Linked DNA regions of Mus musculus: region 1 is linked to region 2. Evidence: chromatin contacts called from public Hi-C data. All regions are on one chromosome and are shown on one strand. The core of a region is the stretch at or near the end of the contact, and the rest is flanking DNA. Distances in the headings are between cores, read along the strand shown.

What was found. Hi-C and Micro-C count contacts between places; a contact is called where the count stands out from the background.
Region 1: a contact with region 2 is called in a Hi-C map of bone marrow-derived macrophages, with 28 read pairs. The contact joins two enhancer-like sites. A contact is called at or near these places in 1 of 15 datasets of contacts at CTCF or cohesin (the NIH/3T3 cell line), 3 of 484 Hi-C or Micro-C datasets (bone marrow-derived macrophages, embryonic stem cells and stem cell-derived epiblast-like cells) and 16 of 115 datasets of contacts at active chromatin or transcription factors (a beta-TC-6 cell line, bone marrow-derived macrophages, craniofacial prominence and 13 more).

The regions. Positions count from the first base shown.
Region 1 is chr4:32,277,127-32,281,947 of GRCm38.p6, reverse strand. It overlaps a transcript of Bach2 not described here. Among named protein-coding and RNA genes, the nearest start is that of n-TGccc3, 49 kb to the right of the region's middle. Within about 2 kb of position 1,852, at least 65 of the 459 cell types and tissues checked have an H3K27ac peak or open chromatin away from gene starts, as enhancers often do. A contact at or near this core is called in bone marrow-derived macrophages, where this site is marked.
Region 2 is chr4:32,528,449-32,533,410 of GRCm38.p6, reverse strand. The region is part of intron 2 of Bach2 (BTB and CNC homology, basic leucine zipper transcription factor 2); the gene reads right to left. Among named protein-coding and RNA genes, the nearest start is that of Bach2os, 41 kb to the left of the region's middle. RefSeq lists an enhancer at 652-3,015. Within about 2 kb of position 2,185, at least 128 of the 459 cell types and tissues checked have an H3K27ac peak or open chromatin away from gene starts, as enhancers often do. A contact at or near this core is called in bone marrow-derived macrophages, where this site is marked.

The sequences.
Region 1 (4,821 bases), core at 603-3,102, 250 kb after region 2:
GTGTGTTTGTGCTATACTACAGTTCATCTAAAACGCCTAATAAAAAATTACAAACCCTTAGTCATGCATGGTAGCCCAGAGACAGAAGAATCCTAAGTCTGAGGCCAGCCTCGGCTGTGTAGCAAGAGCCTATCTCAAAACAAAACGAAAGTTTTCACAGCATTATAAATGACGGGTTATACCTTTCATTTAATAAAAAGTGTGAAAAGCTCACACATCAACTTTTTTCCTTGAGTCTCTTCTCCTTGCTAGAAACCGATATTGTGAACACAGACAAACCAGCCACACTCCCTGACACTGCTTACAGTGTTATAAGAGAAAACCATTAGAGAAACAAACTCATAGGTGAAAATACACTTGACATTTTTGAGAACAACTTGAAGAGAAAAGAGAAGAGAAAGCGTGTACGGCAGGGTGGCACCCTCTGAGGGTGGGGATCCTGGGAGGGGCGTCTAAAGGAAGTGAAGAATGAGCAAGGCTTAGAAAAATGAAAAGTGAGGTTGGGAGGCTTAAGGGCATTTCAGAAAAAAGAAAGAGAGAGAGAGAGAGACAGACAGACAGACAGGCAACCCTGCCAAGCCCCTGGCCCCTGGTCAGTCACAGGGAGGTTCCGGCTGAGTCGAACAGAGAGCCTGGCTGAAGGTCATGTCACCAAGCCCAAGATGCTCTGAGGAGGAGGCTGGCTTCCCTCCTGGGACAGGTGAGACAACAGAACCTCAGAGTCCGGGCCATGCTTGTCTTTGATTTCTATTCCTCCTTAGGTACAGACTCAAACAGGAGACTTGAAACATTAGGGAAGTTTACATTTGTACATAGAAATAGTTAACTTATATTTTCTGTACAATATTTATATATTTTATAAACATGCATCTTCTTGCTGTTAGAATCCAAATATGGGAACATTTTTAAATTCTCACTACATATATTTGTGTGGGTTGGTGTGTATGTGTGCGCGCACGTGAGTACGGAGGTTCGAGGATAACTTGCGGAACTTGATTCTCTCCATCCATCATCAAACTCAGGCCATAACCTTACCACTGAATCATCACACTCGCCCAAGAATATTTTAATCTCAGAACACAAGGGAGACCTTTCAAAAGATTATGGTCTCTGATTCACAGATAAACTCCATCTTCAGGCTCAGGAAGAAATGAGTAGGCACAGCCAGTTTCCAGAAGTCACAATGGAAAGGGCAAAGCCATCACCATCAGAAGATGAATAACTGCAGGCCATGCAGCTGAGCAAGGGTTTGCCAAGCATCCATCGACGAGTGCTGCTGCCTGGCTCCCCACTCCTGACAGGCACCATGTTGTATGGACCCGTTAAGACGCTGGCAGGCCACAGGCTTCCTGTCTCCTGCACACCCTCCAAGGCCCCACCAGCCCTGTTCCCCGTAGAAGGAAGTGAGTCTCTGCAAAGCCCACATTCTGTGCTTACTTCCTAATGGCAATGTTTAAACAAAAGGAGCTCATTGCAGCATTCCTATTTGTCATAAAACGAAACCTAAGGTTTAGCTAAAAATAAATAGAAATCAAACAAACAACCAAACCAACCCCCCCCCCAAAAAACCCAAAAAACATTTAAGTGATTTCTTTGCCCATGAGCAAAATAATCCCTATCAAAAATTTAACGTTTAAAAAAAATCCACAGAACATGATGGTAATTAATTACAGATGGAAGGTTTTTTAGTCAGAGACAGTTTTCTTCTCTTTTGCCTAGAGTGTTGGCCCTTTCTAGGCAATGTTCAATAAATATTCTTTTAAAAGACCCCAAAAGGGACCGGGCTAGACTGGGCCAGACAGGACTAGACAGCACATGACCAGACTAGTCTGACCATACCCAAACCCAGACTCAGACTAGATCCAGACCCAAACTAACCCAGACCCAGACCAGACCCAGACCAGACCCAGTCTAGACCCAGGCTACAGCCAGACCTATACTAGACACAGGCACAGACCAGACTCAAACCAAACCAGACCCAGCCCCAGACCCAGATCAGACTCAGACTAAACCAGACCCAGACCAGACCCAGAGTAGACTCAGACCCAGACTGGACTGAGATTGGCCAGGCCTGACCAGATTGGATCTCAGTGGAAATACTAGTGTTCCATTAATTCTGGCAAGTACAGATGAAGGCCTGAACCTCTGATCCAAATGGAAGAACAAGATGATTCATGTGTTCCCTAAGGAAGTAAGAATTCTAGTGGCCAGGCCTGACCAGATGAACAGAATAAGGTTTGAATTTAAAGTGAATGCTTTTCAAATTCTTGGCATATTGGCTAGTATTTCCTCTTTTCTTTTACCATCCACACTAAATAGATATTCTTTTTCCTGTTGAAGGAAAGTTGAATTAGAAAAGGCAGAATTTATAATAACTGAGAAACAGTACAAATGCATTTTAACATCACGGGGGTGGGGGTGGGGGATATGGGTAAAGAAATTGCTCAGCGGTTTAAGACTCACTTGTGCCTCTTGAGCAGGACTCAAGTTCAGTTCCCAGCTCCCATGTCAGGTGACTCACAACCACCTTTAACTCCAGCTCCAGGAGATCTGACACCCTCTTCTGGCCTCCTCAGGCACCTTGCAAAAGGCACGTGCGCGTGCGCGCACACACAGAGAGAGATTCATACTTACACATAAATAAAAATAAATCTTAAAAAAAGAGATTGCTGCCTTATGAACCACTTTGTACCACACCTGTAAACCCCACACTCAAAAGGCTGAATCAGGAGAATTGTGAGTTTGAGGCTAGCCTGGTCTACATAGTAAGGCCCTATTTCAAATCAAAACAAAAAATGAGCTTAACTCCTGAAGGCAGACAGTTTTCCATTTACACTACTCCACTTAAAACGGTTTAAAAATAGATTTACTTGTTAAGTGAGAAATAAGTTTTCAAAACCGCATTCACTATGCCATTGTTCTTATTCATTCATTCAAGAAATTGGGGTGGGGGGGGCTGGCGCTGGCTCCTTCCATACATCACCAAGCAGTTTCTGCTCAGCAGAGTCGACATCCCAGTCCACGAAACTGTGCAACTGACTGTGGGAGAAAGTGAGATTTAAAATAATAACAATAACAAACACTTCAGGGCTGTAACATGGAAATCCTACAGATCTGCTACACAACAATTTAAATATAACCACCACTACTGAACTATACACTTCAAAAGAGAATACATATTGTGTTTATTTAACCAGCATTCTAAAAAACCAAAATAAATGGAAAACATAAAAAAGTTTCCAGTACACACTAAGCATTTACCATGTGCTGGCTCTGCTCCAAGCTAATCTTCAGAGCACCTTAGGAGGCTGGCATTACGACCAGAGGGGCAAACAACTCAGTCAGGATCATGGGAACGCACCTGAGATACAGGCATGGTCTGCTTACTGAGCTCCTGGGCTGACAGGACTACATAAAGAGACCCTGTCTCAAAACAAACAAGCAAACAAACAAAACCCGCAAGTTCAGAACAGTAGCAATCACAGAGAGAGGGTCTGACTATAATCACCTCCTCACGTGTTGATGACTTACAGATCAGCCAATGCCCTTTTGATGGCGATCTGTCTTAGAACATAGACACTGAGAAACCACTTGCAATCATGGCCAAAGCCATGGTGTTCTGTTCCTACAAATGGAAAGGGATTGCAGAAGTTGGTTTCTTTTAAAACAGAGAATACAGAAACTCTTACGTATTTTTAGCCCTTTGTACTTTTTTATCCAGCAGTCTGCCTGAGAATAATATAGACACACTTAAAAATAACCATTCAGTTCTATGAAAAATCATGAAATAGCTTTGCACACGCCCAGCACCTGTTTGACACATCTTAATCAATGCAAGTTTGCTAGTCGTATAAAAAGAAAACCTTGCATTTCTGGAATTGGTCCCTCTTAGAACCAAATGTTTCCCGGGATACACAGCTCAGCTCACCTCTCTCTCTAGAATTTAGAAGGAGCACGGGGGCTCAGTCCCAAGCAGCTAACGAAGCTGCAGCTTTTCCCTCCACTGCCTGCTTGTGTGATGTGAGAAACCTCATCAAGCCAAGAAAGAGCCAAGAAGGCAGGTAGGCAACTTGGTTTTATATACTGTGGGTTTCTCTGAAATGGCCTGGGAATGGACATTTGGAAAATGGTGATGGAGATGCAGGACAGACTCTGAGTGGTTTCACAGGATGGGGAGTCCAGTTCATAAGGAAATGAAATAAAGGCAGGAGGAAATAAGGATGGAGCAGGAAAGAAGGACAAGGGGGAAGAAGGGAGGGAGGGCATGGTGACAATGGGAACGAAGGAACTAAGTTAGTTAGAATCCACTATGCCCAAGCTGAGCATCGAGCTTCCACCTGCAGTCCTAGCAGCACAGCTAAAGTAGGCCTGAACACACGCGAACATCACCACATGTCACCAAAACACCAGGCATCAACCTGGGACTGCCCAGGTGGAGATACAAAAAGCCATACCGCATGGTTCTAGACAGCTCTTCCTTCCTAACCAGCCTGATAAAAGGCTCCTTACCGAAATTCCACAGACTGTGGAGAGATTCCTAACATTACTCAAACCTAAACGTCCTACTCATCTTAGTTTTCTTTTATTTCTTCCCTTAAAAATAAAATTTGGAGCAATCTGAAAACGGGCTGCTTTTCTGCAGGGGTCATTCACCTCTCCTAGACAGTCAAGTCACACTCTACAATGCAAAGGCCAGCAAATATAACCCAACAGGTTTGTATTGAAATTATGATCATTAAAATAATGATCCAAAAACCACATGGCTATAAAACAAATGCTATGGATGCTGGAAACAACTTCTGATAGCTTTTTACAGGATCA
Region 2 (4,962 bases), core at 936-3,435:
AGGAGGACAAGCTTGAGTGCTCTTTGTGAAGCAGGACTGGAGTGAAGAACTGAAGCAAAAATAAAGAGTAAGAGAGAGCGCATCAGACACAGGCCAGGTCCTCGCTGTCCCTTGTTCTCTTTCTGACATAGTCCTGTTGTCTTGGAGGAGATCTTCACAGCAGGGCACTGGATGCTGCTCTCACTACAGTGGCCTAAGCTCTTACCAGTGTAAGACTCGAAATAAACCAGAAAAGATCTATAAGCCGCAACGATCACAACCAATAAAATGCTACAATCTTACGTTTGTGTAACTGCATGTGTGTGGAGCGCAAAAGGGGGCTTGTCTTCTAGTCCAGCAGCTGCTGGTTTGGTCCTTGTATCAATGATGCTCTTTGAGCATTACAGATTCTACACTTGCTCAAATGAGATGATCACACTCTATTTATACTGAGTCACTATTTTAATTTTTTATGCCGACCCAGCAGGGAATCATGTGTTTAGCTCTGTTTGATCATGGCATTAATAAAATCTGTTACTAAAGAAAGAAACCCATGGTCCTACCTCAGGTAAGAACAGATTTAGGAAGTGATTCATCCTGCTCTCTGTCCACTGGCTCTAGAGTGGCTAAAAACCACATAAAATAGAAAAAAGGAAAAGGGTCAACTCGCCTGGGATTTTGGTTTCCGTTTTCCACTTCTTCATCACAAAGAGGTCTGCTTCCTATTCAAAGGCTTTCTCACTATTTTACAGGCCCTGGCCAGAAGTGACATTTTCAGTTTGCTATTTGTCTGTAAATCTTAATGTTATTATCTTTCCACTTTTGCAACTCGGAACAGTTGATCATGCACAAAGGAATGACTGGACTGACACGTTCCGATAGCATAGAGAATGAGGCAGCCCTGCCCTTATCCTGCTCAAAGACTGTTTCTCACAGAGAAGAATGACATTGCAAACGAAGAATTCTTGTGAAAAATATCTTACTAGCATTTTTCAAGCGTATGAATTTACAAACATGTGTAGAAGAACAGCTGTTACTCTGAACCTAAATTCTGCCGTTACATTTGTATCACAGATGTGCTGTGCTCACAGACGAGTCTGAGCACTCCGATTGGCTGGATTGGCTTGATAAGTGCCCATTTCAATCACTAATGATGCTGACTCCGGTCCAGTGACTGACCTCGGCAAAACCCCCATCTCTTCATCTTCCCTTCTTATGAAAGTGCTGCGGCTCTGTCATGCAGTTTCTTTGCCTTTTCCTCATCAGAGAACAAGTCCTAGAGATAGTGTGAGGGTCCCAGGAAGAAGAATAGAGGCACATGGTAAAGCACTGTAGCATGTAAAAATGCTGTCTTACAAACAGGCTTATTTAATTTAAACCACAGAGCTGCCAGGCTCCCATTTCTTCCAGTGGAGCCTGTCTTTTCTTTTTTTTTTCTTTCACTACGCAGATCATTAGAATTTTACTCCTTGTTTCTCAACTCTCAGGGTATGCACAGTTATACCTTCTGAGTAGATGCACTATGTTCACCAGTATCGGAGCCACTAGCACCCGAGCCTGTCTTTTCTTGAGTTCATTATATATTGAGGTTACATTACGATTTACGTTTGGCTAAGTCACTGGTGAGATACAAGGCAGTTAAAAATATCACACAGCAGTGTCGGTAAATAGAGCAAAGTCACCGCGGCATTTGAAGAGGCAAAAAAAAGTCATCTCACTAAATGAGGATCCGAGCTGTCCTGCACCAAGGCTGTTACTAATAAATAAAAGGCCTCTGGGAAAAGTGCTGAGCAGACGCTGGCTCTATTTTCAGCTTGCGTCAGCAGCTGCCGCCCCTGGGATCACATCTCTACGCGCTCCACACCATATGTAATCACTGCGGCGCTGCAGCCAGGAAGACAATGAAAGAGCGTGGCATAAATCTATACTGAGTAGAATGCTAAATGAGAGAAATAGTACAGAAAGAGGGGGAATAAACCACATTTTCAAGTCATTAGGAAGAAAGACTTTGACATATGAAGTGCTGCAACCATTAATAGCACTTATCATATAGAGTGGAGACAAAGAGACAAATTAATCAAACTGACAGAATTGGGACGTTTTATGCTAATGCGGGCTCCTGGGTTTCAGTCTGTAGCCCCCGCCTGTGTCAGGAAAACTGATACCATTACAGGGCAGGAAACTGTACCAGCGGCATGCAACAGATCATAAAAATTCACCAGCAACTGCGGCAGCACTGCCAAGAGCTCTGTAGCAACGCTGATGGAGACCTCAACAGAGAAACCAGCAGCAAGCGATGAATGCAGATAAGCTGAAGAACATCTCCCATTCATGCATTGCAATTAAACACAGGCTTCTTGCTCATAATTATAGCGGGGAAACTGAAGTCTGTATCGCACCAGTGAAGGCTGCCCAGGCTGCGTTCAAGGCTACCCGCCCTCCACCAGAGCAAGCTCCACTATGACCTAAATTAACTGGCCCGGATTGCGGATGGCTTTAAAAACACGTAATGTAAACACAAAAGTATTAACATAAGACTTTAAAGGGAGGAGGGAAGGGGATAAATAGGTAGTTCAAATAAAATAGGTGAGCAGACTTTTCTCTGTATGCTTGTGTGGGTGGCACAGGGAAAAAGAACCAGTGACTGAATACATTTTTATAAAATACATGCTGTTCCTGACTTAGAAACAACTCCCAGCGTGAGAATAAGCTTGCTTCAAAGTGAATAGCAGGCGAGTGCCCAGGAAAGCTCCTGGGAGCCACTACCCTTTGTTCTCCAATTGTGAACTCCTGGGCGGTTGGTGGGGGTTCCACTAGCTCATTTATACCAATCTACAGAGATAAAGCACCGCTGCCCGGATACCCCATCTCTCCCCAGGGGGAGCTTGTGTGTCCCTGATACACAGACAGGCTATTTAGCTAGAATGCCAAAGATATCTCTCCATACAAAATAAGTATGTCCATAGTGTCAGGGGAGGCTGCAAAAGCGTATCAGAGCGCACACCGACGATGCCAGGTTTGTTGGCATTCTGGGTCTCTAGTCTTGGTGATCTGGTTTTGTTTCTTGTTTTTGTTTTTTTCCCTCTCATTCTCATTTAATGTACACAATACCTTTTCCTTTCTCCAGACTACTGCTATCATGTCTATGAACTTGACAATTTAATCAAATGGCTAACCTGTTACTTATTTTAGGTAATAGATTTGCTGACTAAAAAACACTGCAGCCACCAACAGAGAAATCAGGAATGGTGACTGAATAGTCTAAATGGGAAGACAGGGCAAACCCAGATTGTTCAATTGTAAGCCAATGCCATAGCTGCTGGGCCAACAAAACAGAGAGGGCGCTGCAGGGTAGTGGAGGGGCGCTTGACCCCAAACGGCCTCTTCTCCCATGCTGAAGCTGTTCCTATACTTTGATGTCTCCTTCGTTCACGGGCAGCATCCTTCTACTTCTCCTTTGTACTGTCGTGGCCTTTCACTTTACACAGGCTGAGACCTGGGCGCTTATTTTGAAAACCAAGCATTATTCATAAACTGCCTCCAAAGGGGGAAAAAAAAACCCAACCACAGTCTGTGTTCAGAAAGCCAACTTTAGACTTCCAGAATGAAACTTATCCAAACTGTCCATTCTGCCAGTCACGCCTTAGATACCAGGTCATGAAAAGCACAGGCTGCATTGTCTAACCCCACGTCACACGATCGCGGGAAAGTCTCAGGCACTGCGAATGGAGAGTGAAGATTCTTCCCACTGTCGCATGACTAGGATATTCTTATATCTGACTATGCTAGCGGTTTCTACCGCGCCCAGCCTGGCTACCATGAAATCTGAAAAGCACACCTGGATGCACAGATGAACGTGGGGGCTGCGTCCCCTCACGAGTGCTGTGTGCAGGTGCCCTGGCTTAGTTTACTCGGGTATCGGGGCCACTGGAGCTCTAATGAGCAGATCTTAGTGTACATCCCTTCCATCCTGCTTATCCCTTGTGCAGTTTCACAGTATGCATTTCACTGTATGTGTGCAGTTTCCCTGTATGCATTTCACTGTATGTGTGCAGTTTCACAGTATGCATTTCACTGTATGTGTGCAGTTTCCCTGTATGCATTTCACTGTATGTGTGCAGTTTCACAGTATGCATTTCACTGTATCTCACCCTTTGTTTGCATCACTGTCGGGTGCCACACGATGGGGTAGCGGTCATCAACTTTCAGCATGCTTTACAGCCAATGAGTGAAGTCAGAGGAAGCCTGTTTTACTAATGTATTGTTTGCAAAGACATATTTGAACCTGAATAAAATTTAAAGATGGAAGCTGTCTCATTTGCAGCCAGGCTGAGTTGCTGATATTTGGAGACAGAAGGCTATAACAAAAATGGAAGATAGAAGACAGCCAATTAAGATTAAGTACAACGATAATCAATTGGGTCCACGTTGAGACACCATCTTACTTTGAGAGGAAACGCAATCTTGCTGGGGGAGACCACTGATTCTGATGGTGACACATGAATGTTAAGAGCTCCCTGAGTGATGAACATTCATGTGAAGCATTTATGGCCAGACCCCTCCCCTTAATGGCTATGTTAAACTCCCAAGAGATTAAACTACAAGAGCACCAGAAAGAACTGAAGAAATGTGGTCATAAGCAAGAAAACAATCTTAATGGCACTTTGCTATTTTCCTTCTTAATTCCCTTAAAAAACAAACTAACAAACATGGGTTGGGTTGGGTGTGGTGGCTCCCACTTATAATAAGGACGTTGAGGCAGGATGTGAGTTTAAGGCCAGCCATGGCTATATAGAAAGCAAATAGTAGCTAATAAAAGGCTAGTAGCAATTCCAAGTGCTCAGCTATAGACGGGGCACATCTATCAACTCTCCCCTCCCCAAGCTTTGGGAACATTATGGAAGAGGAGGTGTAAGGATCATAAGAATTGGAGGATAAGGAGGGGGAATATATGCTGTTCCATGGATATAGCGGGATCTCATA